Linked DNA regions of Mus musculus: region 2 is linked to region 1. Evidence: chromatin contacts called from public promoter capture Hi-C data. All regions are on one chromosome and are shown on one strand. The core of a region is the stretch at or near the end of the contact, and the rest is flanking DNA. Distances in the headings are between cores, read along the strand shown. Region 1 holds the start of Gas7 (growth arrest specific 7). Region 2 holds the start of Pik3r6 (phosphoinositide-3-kinase regulatory subunit 5).

Region 1 (6,232 bases), core at 937-3,436:
CTGGACCACCAGGTAACTTTCCATTCTTCAGTCTCCTTCTTGTCTCCAAGTTTGGCTGATCTAAGAACATCATCTAAGAAGACTCACATAGAATGTATCCATCTTGATGAGTTTAATTCAATTAGCATAGTGTAAAATAAACATAATGTTGGAGCATATGGCAGAATGTGCCTTCCTTGTTAAAGACAGAATAATACTCCATTGTATTTATTATTGTTACATAACTTGTGTATGTGTGTGTTCAAGTTTGTGTGTGTGTGTGGGGGGGTGCATGTGTGCATGTGTGTAGACCAGAGGCCAATGATAAGTGTCTACTTCAATTGTTTTCTACCTTACATTTTTTGAGATATGGGCTCTTATACCTAGAGCTCTCTGATTGGCTAGACTGACTAACCAGCAGGCTTTGGGGTTCTGCCTGCCTCTGCCTCATGCCCCCATCCCGCTAGTACTAAGGTTACAGACATACGTGACCATGCCTGGCTTTTCGTATGAGTGCTGGGAACCCAAACTCAGGTCCACATGATCGCACAACAGGTACACTGACCACTAAACCATCTCCCCAGGACCTAAACAACATTTTGTTGTTGTTTATACATTTATCCATTAAGGGACACTTGGATTATTTTTGTCACGAATAAGAATGTATAAATATCTCTTCAAAACATTGCTTTCAACTCTTTGGGGTGTGTATCCAGAACCCAAGTGATGCAGGTGATAACTCCTGTAGTTTTGGTTTGCATTTCCCTAATATTTCCATGATGTTGAGCATCTTTTTGTCTCCTTACAGGCCATGTTATAACTTTGGAAGGATGACCTGTGCTGATTTTTCACTCGGCTTATTTGCTTTTTGTTATCAAATGTAGACTTTGTCTTGTGCTCGGGGACAGCTGCCTGTCTCCCACACTTTGAGCCACTGTGAGAATAAAAACACGGCAGCAGCTCTTACCGAGTGTGCGCAGTGTCCTCACTGCACCAAGTGCTGTTTTATTTTTCCCTTCGCATCCATTTAGAAAGATACTCAAGTGTCTCTACTTAACCTCTGGGAAAAACCTGAAGCCTGCCTGCCTTGTCTGAGACCTCAGAGCAGTGTAACAGCAGCACCACTGAGACCCTGGACTGACTCCATTGCTGGGTGGTAACCTGATTTACATAATCCTATATAAAGAACCAGTCAGGGACTGCAGCCTCTTGGTAGAATGCTCATCTAGCATACAGAAGGCCCTGAGTTCGAGTCCTAGCACACACACAAAAAGCAATCAGTTGCTAAAATCCCAGAGTTTGTAACAGAAAGTAAACAGAAATATACAATCTGAGTGCTAAAACTTTAATGGCTCCAGAAGGCCTCTGTTTGTTTATTTGTCTATCTGTGTGTACATCTGTATGTGCACATATGTGTGTGTGTGCATGTGTGAACACAGCCATCTGTGTGTCATGGCATGCCTATCTCAGCTGCGAATCTTTGCCTTTCACCTCCTTTGAGATGATATCTCTTGTTTGTCCTTCCACACCTCAGGCTACCTGGCCCACGAGCTTCCAGGAGCTTCCAGATTTCCTGCCTATCTTCTGTCTTACCTAAAACCTCTGTGGTTATGGACATATTCTACTGTGGATATCTGGTTTTCTTGTGTTCTGGGGATCTGAATTTAGGTTCTCATGCTAGCTCAACAAACATTCTCCCCACAGAACTGACTCCCCAGCTTCCAGAAAGCTTTTAAACAGGACATCAGATTCACTGGGGATCCAGGCCCCTACCTAACCTATATAACTGGTAGTAGATACAGCATTGCTCTTGGGTCCAGCCCTGTCTTTACTTACAGCCTTTGGTGATAGATAGTGAGCATAGATTGAAAGCCAAGGCCAGAGATTAGTTTCACACAATCGTTCTTTCTGGAAATTCTCCACTCTTTTCATACTGGCTTTTATCAGACCTTGGATTCACACAGCTGGAGCCAGGCCCAAGCCAGAGCCCTGACTTAGGTTTGGGAAGAAGTTGGCTGAAACTTCTCCCAGCAGGGATAAGGCAGGCCCAGGGAGTCCTGTCTAAAATGCAGTAGACAAAGGTGCCCTTGTTCATAGGCCTTGGGGTGGGAGTCATCTGGTCAGTGACACAGGCTTGGCTATTGTATGCTCTGACCTAAGCCAATTTTTTTTTAGGCTGAGAAAGGGGGTGGGAGGGGAAGTCCTCTAGAAATTGTATCTGGAAAGGCCTGCATGGGCTGTTGATTTCCCAACAGGCACGGGAGCAGATTTGGGAGGAACTGTGCAATGTAGTGGGTTCTTTGTGAAAGAACAGAGATGTCAGTGATGAGAAAAGCCACAGGAACATCCCCCAGGGTGCTCAGCGCACTGGCCCCGGGGCAGCTGCTTGCTTCAGCCACACTTTCCTCAGAAGGTGCCATGCAGAACAAGTTGCCTGGAGCCCAGTCCTGAGCCTGGGGCTTCAGACCAGCCCTGGCATCTCTTCCATAGCAACTGCCCTTAAGGACCAGCTGAGCACTCATGGTAAGAACCACTCCTGCAGAAGTATGCTTGACCTACCCTCTCTGTCTGTTGTGAAAATGCCTTTCATAGTGCAGAGAGGAGATTCTGAAGACCCTGTGAGATTGGATAGTACTTGGTGAGTCTGGAAGTTCTGTGGACCCTGTGCCAAGAGGGCATATGTGCCCAAGACAAGAGCAGAAAGAGGAGGTATGGGCAGAGAGTAAACGATGGGTGGGGGTGGGGTGGGGTGAGGAGTTGTGTGGAAAGATGGGAGAGGAGTGTTTGGAGTGGGAAGGCTCACCTGAGACAGGTAGTTAAAGGCATGTGATGGAGAAGAGAGCCACTGTGGACTTATTTATACCTTTGTACCATTCTTCTTTTTCTATATATATTATATATTATATTTTTCTAAATATAAAGCATGGCTTCTTCCTGCCCATCTGGCATCTCCCCCATGCCCCAGATTTACCGGGAAAGTTCTGAGGTGCAAGATCTAGGGAAGAACAGTGAATCTCTGCATTAGGGGAAGGTAAAGGGAGCCTTTGGGTGTCTCCGCTCCCCAGATGGTAGTTAGGCAGCAGTGACATCTAACTCGGTTTCCAGATTGGCACATGCCTCCTCTCAGTTTGTCAGTGGAAGCTTTTCTGAGATAGTGGGGATAGAAAACCTTGTTTTGCTGACCTCTGAGCCTGGATGGTCGCCTTTCCTATGATCTGCCCTTTAGCCTAGGCTTTGTATGGCATCCCCCTTCCCACTGCTAAGGTTCTCTGTGGCTGTGAGGTCCAGTTCACAAGGCAAGGCTACTCAGATCCTTCATGGAATCTTCCTCCACCTTGCTAGGCCACCAAGCACCCCTGATTTGAACATTCCTTCCCAGAAGCTTGAACTGGGACCAGGAGAAGACAATAATGCTTGCTACCCAAGAGTATCCTCTAACTGGGACCCTTGACCTCCCAAGAATATGTATACGGAAGTTTTGTAATAATAAACCGGTGTCTGAATGGTCCAGGGGGGCTTAGACCCACAGATGTAGTGCTGGGCCAAGACTGGGATTCTACATTTTTAGTTATCTCCCAAAGGACACGTGTGATGCTGGTTCAGAGGACCACCCTTGGAGAGTTACTGCTGGAAGGACCACAGGCTAGACCATCATGTTATAACCAAGTGAGGAATGCTCAAGATTGGACTACGGCAAGCTATGGAGATGCTGCTGGGCCTGATCAGCCCTGAGGAGGAAGGGAGGATCCGCAGAGAACATGCACACTCGTATCCTGAGAGCAAGGAAGGGTTCAAGGCCAGCTTGTAGCAATGTGGGACACGTGGAGGTGCAGGTCCATTGCTGGGGTGTGCCTAAGTTGAAATGGACTGTGTGTCTAGGGTATAGTGGTGAAGTGGATATACTTATTACTTAGGTGACAGGCTCTACTGGAACCCGCCTGGTGTGTGACTCTGGCTTCTAGTGACACATTGACAGGAACAGAGACAGAAGCCCGGGATACCAGCTGGGAAAACAGGTTTCAGGACAGACAGCTCTGGGTCCTTGAAAGTGGCTTTCACAGTGAAGGGTCTATTAAGACAAAACTCAGTGTAGTGACAGATGCAATCCTAAGAGGCTGGGCACTGGCAGCGTTTACGAAGAGGACCAGGCTTCTGAGTCACATGTCTGTACATGAATATGACTCCCCTCCCTTCTCTACATAAATGGCACATCCTTAAAACAGATATACTAGCATTTAGAATCATTGAGCATTCGATGATATCTGTTCAAAATAAGCCCTCACAGGCCATCTGGTCCAACTTCCACATTTGAGAGATGAAGAAATCAAGGCCCTCCTGACAGGGATGAGACGGGTTGCTTAAGATCTCAAAACAAGGCTGCTACAGCTTCAAACATGGCCCCTGGGAGCACAGCCCACATTCTGTGTGCCTCTTGCTTGTTGCTATGGTCTGGTGGTGTGTCCTCTATGGCAAGGTCTTGGTAGTTATCGTCTGCCTGGTTCTTATGTCTCTCTATCGGTGGATCCAAAAGCTTTGCCAAGTGGGGTTGGTAGGATCACACCTTTACTGACTCTGGAAACTGCCTGTCAGCTTTCATCTTTCTGCAGGCTACTGTTTCAGAACCAATTAGGGGAGTCAGGCATCTTTGAACAAAACGGCTGTAAGCACGAGCAGTTGGCACTGCAGAGTAACTAGAACGCGTCTCCATGGTGAGACTGGCTACTTCCGCTTTCTTTCAGTGCCTGTGGGTTGCTGCAGCCCACAAGAAGTGACCACAAAGTCAGGCCAGCTGGACGGCAGCCACAGCTGGCAGGCAGCGGCACCCACCTCTATTCCCTAATGAGGCACAGTTGGCCTGTCGCTAAAATGACACCGGCTCCCTGAAGAAGTCCCCTTTTGTCCCCAGAGCATCTGCAGGGACAGGGCAGTCCCTTGCCCTTGAAGTTCCTTTCCAGTGGGCAGCTGCTTTGCATGATATGTTGAGCCTGTGGCCAGTGGAAAAAAACAGCCTTCAACTGTCTTTCCTAATTCTCAACATCTTGGATTGTGGTTGTTGTTAATGCTTTTAAAAAGGATTTTATTATTATTTTTTAATGTGTATATGTGAAGGGAGTGGTTACTTACACAGGAGTTTAAGTGCCTTCAAAGGCTAGAAGAGGATTTTGGATCTCCAGGAGCTAGAGTTACAGGGGGTTGTGAGCTGCCCAAAGTAAATCTTAGGAACTGAATTTGGGTGCTCTGCGAGAGCAGTGTGTGCTGCTAACCATCAAGACGTCTCTCTAGCCTCCTATTTAATGCATTAACTTTTGAAAAATTACGTTTTATTGATTGATTGGTTGGTTGGTTGGTTGGTTGGATTTTTTCGAGACAGGGTTTCTCTGAGTAGCCCCGGCTGTCCTGGAACTCACTCTGTGGACCAGGCTGGCCTCGAACTCAGAAGTCCACCTGCCTCTGCCTCCCAAGTGCTGGGATTAAAGGCATGCGCCACTGTTGCTCGGCCTCAATTTTTTTTTAATTTTATATACAGTATCTCTCTCTCTCTCTCTCTCTCTCTCTCTCTCTCTCTCTCTCTCTGTGTGTGTGTGTGTGTGTGTGTGTGTGTGTGTGTGTGTGTGTGTGTGTCTTGCGCGTGCGCAAGACACACACATACACAGACGTCATGGCATGGGTGGGAGACAGAAGACAACTTGCAAGAGTCCATTGTGATTTTCCACTATGAGGATCCCAGGGATGGAACTCAACTTGTCAGGCTTGATCGGTGTCCTCCTCTGCCTGCTGAGCCATTGCTATAATTGACACATAATTGTCCATATTTATGGGGCATAATGTTAACGATCATATCAGAGTGATTGGCCTATCCATCAACTCAGCTGAATATCATTTCTTTGTGTGGGCAATGTTAAAAAGCCTCTCTGTCAGCTGTTTTGAAATATTCAATTAATTGCTGTCAACCATAGCTGTTCCCCGTGCTCTGGTCCATGAAAAGGCACCCTTCTACCCAGCTGCACTCTAGAACTTTCTTCTCACTTCTTGCCACCTTTCTCTTCCCTGTACTCTTCCCAGGCTCTAGAACCTCCTCATTTTCTACTTTGAAATTCAGTTTTCAGCTTTTGCATATACTTCTGGCCTTCTTATATCCATTTCTGAATGGAAGGGAGTGCTTAGTAAATTGAATTATGGAATTTTCTTAAGAGGCATAACAACTTGAGAAAAGGCCAGAGGTAGTAAAAGTCTGTTTTGGAGCACTGTAAAT
Region 2 (6,543 bases), core at 2,612-5,111, 920 kb after region 1:
GTTTTTGTCAATGTGATACAAACTAGAGTCATTTGGAGGAGGGAACATCAACTGGGGGATTTTCTTCAGCAGACTGTCCTGTGGGCATGTCTGCAGTATTGTCTTGATGAATGGGTGACATGAGAGGCCCGTCCCACTGTGAGCGGGTGCCACCCCTGAGCAGGTGATCCTGCTCTGTTGCCACCACTGGCCAGGCTGAAGCTAAGTGACCATGGGTAGTGAGCCAGTGAGTGGCTTACCTGGTCTTCCCTCAGTGATGGGCTGGGACCTGGGAGTCATGTGGTGAAATAAACTCCTCCCACCAAGCTGGGTCTTAGCCAGGGTTTTACCACAGCGACAGAGAAACCCTGTGGACTGGAAGATACGCAGATCCTTGGGAAGAGAACTTCCTGTTTCTATGTGTTTATGCGTGTGTGTGTGTGTGGGGGGGGGGATGTGGGTAGATCTGCTCCCCCCTCCCGCCCCCCCCCCATTTCTGAATCTCTCTCTTCACCTCTTTCAGTAAAGTCCAAGTACAGAAAGCTGCCTCTCCAGGCACAAACCATCCTCTGCCTCCTGCCTGAGGCACAGGAAGTTTCTTCCGTGTTCTACCTGCAGGCACACTTGAGGCTCTGAATAGCCCCTGGAAAGGTAGTTGTGGCCACAGCTGCTTCAGTGAATGCCAGCTGGGTTAAACCCACCTCAACCACACTTAACTCTGCACTGGTCAGGTGTTCTCGACCCTCGTGTTCCTGTTAGCTTCTGTGTGCCTCTTCTGACCCTGTGAGGTTGGCATTGTTATACCCATTCTACAGGTAGGGAAACTGAGACACAGAAGGGTTGAAGAATATACTTATGGTCCCTCAAGGCCAGATAATGGCCTCCAAAAGCGCCATACTTAACAAAGCCATCTCAATACATCACAAGTGGTGGGGTAAACTGAGGCCCAGAAAAGCAAAATTCACGGTTGTATCTGAGGCTGTCTTCGTTGTGATGGAATTGAAGAGGAGAGCTCCGGTCTCCTGATGGAAGGGATACTCTGTTCCCCCTCAGGAATGATGGGAGCAGGCTGGGGGAGGAGCCAAAGGAGGGAAGCTTTGGTAGAGATGGTTTGTCCTGCTCCAAGCAAGTCTGGGCTGCCTGAGCTCAGGGGATGGTGGCCGGGAAGGAAGCGTGAGTGTAGCTTCGGGCCTCAGTGGGCACCTGGACTCACGTGTACATGCTGATACGCAGACACGCATAGGCATTAAGAGAACTTGTTAAAAGTTTATGCATAATCCAGTTAGACGGCTTAGTGGGTGAAGGCGCTTGCAGCTAAACCTGATGACCTGAGTTCAATTCCCACATGATGACTCAGAAGCTGGCTTAACCTAGTCCCCCTGATGCCTTTGGAAGGGTAGAGGACAGGGTGTGGGTGGCTCAGGGCAGCCCTACCCCATCCATCCACACCCCTGAGGGAAGGGGCTTAGATGGTCAGAGAACAGAGGTCTCAGGCTGGAACTGGGCTCCTCTGGAGAGCTGAGAAGCTGGGGGGCCTTCACAACCAAGCTCTCCAACACCTCAGGGTGTAGATGACTGAGGCCCAAAGACAGCCAGAGGTGTGTTAGCAGGAGTGTGTGTGTGTGTGTGTGTGTGTGTGTGTGTGTGTGTGTATACACTTGAACAGTCCCCTGAGAGTACCTTTGTTGTCATGAACCGCCCTGGGACCCTCTGTGCTGTTGCTGGAGAATTATTGTAGGTCCAGGGGAGGTGGGTGGGGCTAGACAGCCGGTCTGTGTCTACACCCTACCTGAAGATGGGCGGGGCTGTGCAAAGGCACAGGTGTGGGGACAGATCTTTCTCATCACCGCCTCCTTCCCTCCTAGTCCTCCGTGGAAGGGATGGGTCTGGGACTGTCCTCAGTCAGTCACCGGGCTGCCCCGCTATATGGTTACCACACCCACACCAGCTGCAGAAACGCTGCTGATAAGAGCGGTGCGGCCACAAGAGCAGAGGCCAGCTTGTGATTTCCGATTCAATTAGGCCGAGACTGATAAGCGGGGCTGCCCGTGGAGGCTGCACGGGTTCATGCTCTCAGCTATTACACACTGGGTTTATTCATTTCCACCACTCCCCCCACCCCCACGTCTGTCACTCGTGTGCTCACTTTCCACTTGCTTTACTGAAGGAGCCAATCTTTCTCTTCACATGGATGTGGTGACTAAAATCTGAGGACCATTACTATCCCAAAACTTACTGGGCAGGAGAAGGCGGGTCGGGCAGGCAGGCAATGGCCTCAGAACACCAGCGAAGAGGGAAGAGACGCTAGAGAGAATTAACCCCGGGTATGTGGGAGAGTCTGGAAAAAAAGTAGGGGGAGGGAGGCAGAGCCAGAGAAGAAATGACACTCATCCCTGGACTGTGTTTTTCTAAAGGCTTTCTCTTAAAAAATGAAGGCAAGACTAGAACCTAGTGAGGGCCTTACAAGGATGTCAAACAAATAAAAACCAGTACTTCCAAAGCTGCAAGCGATAGAAGCCCACATTAAAAAAAAAAAAATCAAAACTTTAATCTTTAAAAGGCAGGGAAATTTGGATCACATAGATGAGCTGACTAGAAGTAGATTAGGCAACAGGGTTTTAGGCATGACTGGATCTAGGTGCTTCAAAGACAGTATCACTATTGATCTGCCTGACACTCTCCAGAGCCAATTTACCAATAGGATGTGACCATAGAGTCTGTGACTTTTTAAAAGAGGCCTAAAAAGTGTGTTGGAGATGTTCCTGTGTTTTTTATTTCAAGTCTGAGATAGAGGAGGAGGGGAAGAGGGAGGTGGAATGAGAGGAGGCCAAGGAGGTGGAGCTTCCTCTCAGTGCCCAAACTGTCCTTCCCTAGCCTTGACATTTGCCACCACTGACCACTGGTCCCTTCTTGACATTCCTGCCCAGCTTTTCCTCTTGCCCCTTTGCCCTGTTTCCTATTCTTCCCCGAGAAGAGAGATGACCCAAGAAAAACATTGGAAGGAGAGTCCCATGGCCTCGATGGTTTTTGTTTGTCTGTTTAGAGACAGGCTAGCAATATGCAGCCCTGGCTGGTCTGGATCTGGATATGTAGACAAGGCTGGCCTTGAACTCACAGATCTGCCTCTGCCTCTGCCTCTGCCTCTGCCTCTGCCTCTGCCTCTGCCTCTGCCTCTGCCTCTGCCTCTGCCTCTGCCTCTGCCTCTGCCTCTGCCTCTGCCTCTGCCTCTGCCTCTGCCTCTGCCTCTGCCTCTGCCTCTGCCTCTGCCTCTGCCTCTGCCTCTGCCTCTGCCCCTGCCTCTGCTTCTGCCTCCAAAGCATCTGGATCAAAGGCATGGACCACCACACCTGGCAGCCTGGGTAGTTAAGAACCTTCACTAGGGTGCGGAGAGGCTGCAGTGAGGAGCTACTCAGGGGTGAGATTAAGGAAGTGGCTCAAGGACAGGCTTTGTCACAGCTCAGGACAGAGCCCACAGGCTGGGGAGGCAGTGCTGAGCAGACTTGATGTGGTCTAAGATGCAAATGTGGGGGACAGATGCTGGGATGACACAGGGTTTCTGTTCTGAGGTGACAGAGATGCTGGTTTGGTGTGAAATAGTTCAGCCTGTGCATGTCAGATGTCAGGAGGTTAACAGACATCTGGTCCCTCATGCCCACCGTAGGATGGGACATAAGTGGGGTACCTGGACCTTTGGAAAGGCTAGATTTCTGCTTCAGAACCTCATCAGCATGAGAGTGGACATATCCATCCCTTGTGGAAATGTTCATCCCTCCAGACAGGTCACTTGCATTAGGCCAGAATAAGGAACCCCCAGGGACAGTGAGTGACCACACCCACTTCTTTGAAAAAAAAAAAAAAGCCTCAGCAGGATATGCCTGGGAGGGGCTTTGTGGGCCATGAGGAAGGGGAAGGGGAAGGAAGGGGAGGGACAGGACTAGCTGTGTGAGGAAGAACTTTTTCTGCAGATCTCTAGAGTGGACAGTCAGGACGACAAGCTCTCTTTGGCTCCTTTGGGACATCTGGTCCTTGGGGTTGCTGGCCTCCTGAACAGGACCTCAGGAGCTCATTGGCTGGAGGGTCTGGGGACGTGGACAACTGTGGTCCAGCTAAGGTAGGTTCTGACTGGGGCAGAGTGTCTGAGGAGGGAGTTGGGAGAGACAGGGCTGGACCCAGATGAGGTTCAACATGGAAGCGGCTGGTGGATGAAGAGCCCTAAGGAGCCCACGTCTCAGAAGGCTGGTCCTGCTGTGACAGTAAGAGCACCTGCCAGCTATTTCTGTTCAACCTATTTTCCAATGAGGAGAGGACCCAAGATCTTGTGAGGAGACCTTTCTTGTTTTACCCCTCGAACTCTGTGCCTGTTAGCGATAATAGGGTAAGGCCAATGCTGTATAGCTGTGATTCTTTCAGGAACTAGAGGTTGGGTGGGTAAGTGCTTCAATGCCCATCTTGGGTCAGGAATAGACCAAGACTCAGCGCAGGGAAGTAAATCGCAGCAGGTCACAGAATAAATGAGCGAGCAGGGAGAATCCTGAATCCCTGTCTATGTTGCTTCCAAGACGTCATCTGTCCATCTCTCTTCTGGGTATTTAGTGACTGTCAGGGCTGGCTGGTGTGGTGTGTATGTGTGTGTGTGCGTGCACTCACACTCTCACAGAGAGACCAGGAGGGGGTACAGGGAGGGGCATCTGTGCTCTTAGGTTGTTGGCCTCCTGCTCCAGGGGCTGAGACAAGGCCTTGGTTGTCTGATACAGTAATATAAGGCAAAAAATTGCTGGTGAGCCGGGACTTGGAGACAGATATAGGGAAAGTGAGGTGAGATCAGGATGAAGCTTCAGAGATCGGGAGGGCTTATATGCAGAGGTGAGGCTGGCCCTGGAGCACCCCTGGAGGAGAGAGCCCAGAGTGCAAATCTCAGAGGCAGGTCAGTAGATATATGATTGAGGATGAGGGAGCAGAGACCTAGAGACTTTGTGTGGCAAAAGATGCAGTGTGGGACTATCCTCATTCATTGATTTAGCTCCGGGCAGGTCTCATGTCTTACCAGGCACAGTTCTCCTGCCCATCCTATGTGACAAGGGCTGCAATGGTGTTTCCTTTAAAGCTGAGGAGGGCTGGGGCTGTTGCTCAGTGGCACAGCACCGTGCCTAGCATGCAAAAAGCCCACAGGTTTGTAAATAGGTATGGAGTAAGAAAGAGGAGAGAGGGAGGGAGAGAGAGAGAGAGAGAGAGAGAGAGAGAGAGAGAGAGAGAGATTGAGAGAGAGAGAGAGAGAAGCCGTTCAGACTTACAATAGCCTCAGTATAGGCTAGGTTAGACCCCAGTCAGTGTGGGCTAGGATGCAGGGCCTCATCACCTGTCACAGGCCTACTGCAATGCCCTCATGCTGTTTCCAAGGCCATGATGCCTGAAAGGCACACAAAGGCCAGGCTTCAGTTCCTGTGGCCCCTCAGCATCCAGGACCCTCGGATCCTCTCAGCCTCCCTGGGAACAATGTTGTTGCTCTTACTGCTCTGTCCTATTCAGGTGTTTCCTTTAAGCACCGCTAGACACCCCAAGGAAGTTGGCCCGAAGCCCTTTACAGAGCCTGCAAGGAGGCAAGGTCTTTAGGAATCTTTAAAATCCTGATTGGCCCTGGGGGCTGAGGAGGGTCCCAGAAACTCAGAGCTCTGCCTGCATTTCCGCTTGCCCACTAATCACTTGCTATGGTTTGAAGATCTGCCCAATAGTCATATGCTGTTGTTTAATTTAAAGAAAAAAAAGTTATATTGTCTGTTAAGTGTGGTCTGCCCCTGAACTCCGGCAGTGAGAATGGATACTCCGGTGGGAGAGGCAGGCGGGGAGGCTACATGGAGAGGTGAGAGGTGGTGAACGTGGGTGACAGAGGCTCCGCAGGCTGTTTCCATCTCTGCGTATCTCTGTCTCTCTGGGGGGGGGGGTGACTGCAGGTCATAGGGAAGCAGAAAGACTACCTGCAAGTTCTCTGCTGTTGCTCCAGGGTTTGGCCTTGCAAGAGGGGCTGTATCAGGCCGGACATGCATACAGTGTCCGTCTGTTTGGACGGCTGGGCGCAGGGATGCTGTTGGAATGCGTGCAGCAAAGGACAGGGCTGTGAGGCTCTTTCAGAGCTTCAGCCCCAATCCCAGCCCAGCAGCTCTGAGCTTCCTCCAGCAAGGCTGCTGACAGGATCACACAGAGGCTACAAGGGCCCAGGGCTCCCATTCACTCTTCCCACCTGTTACACTCAAGGCTGTAGCCTGCCTCACACACCTGCCCCAAGAGCTGATCCTTGCTAATGTTCTGAACTTAAGAGAAAGCTCTCTGGGTCCCCCCCAGTCCCTCCTCCCTTTTTTCTTTCCCTTGTTTATTTATTTATGTACTTATTTTGTCTCTGATCTCATCTTTCTGTCAAAAAATAATGAGGGGTCTTCTGTTTAATTATTTAAGTGTTTGTGTGTGTGTGTGTGTGTGTGTGTGTGTGTGTGTGTGTGTGTGTGTAGCAAACACCCAGATGGAGGTCAGAGGATAATCTGTAGGAGTTGCTTCTCCCTTCCACCTGTGAGT

Evidence for each region. Promoter capture Hi-C pulls out the DNA fragments that hold promoters and counts their contacts.
Region 2: a promoter capture Hi-C map of pre-B cells shows a contact between it and region 1, with 2.1 times the contacts expected there. The contact joins the promoter of Pik3r6 here to the promoter of Gas7 in region 1. A contact is called at or near these places in 2 of 39 promoter capture datasets (the C10 cell line and pre-B cells).

The regions. Positions count from the first base shown.
Region 1 is chr11:67,584,314-67,590,545 of GRCm38.p6, forward strand. It overlaps Gas7 (growth arrest specific 7), which reads left to right and starts at 2,187. Exons shown (of 14, transcript NM_001109657.3): 1 at 2,187-2,502. The coding sequence starts at 2,500.
Region 2 is chr11:68,499,158-68,505,700 of GRCm38.p6, forward strand. Pik3r6 (phosphoinositide-3-kinase regulatory subunit 5) reads left to right here and starts at 3,862. Exons shown (of 20, transcript NM_001081566.2): 1 at 3,862-4,090.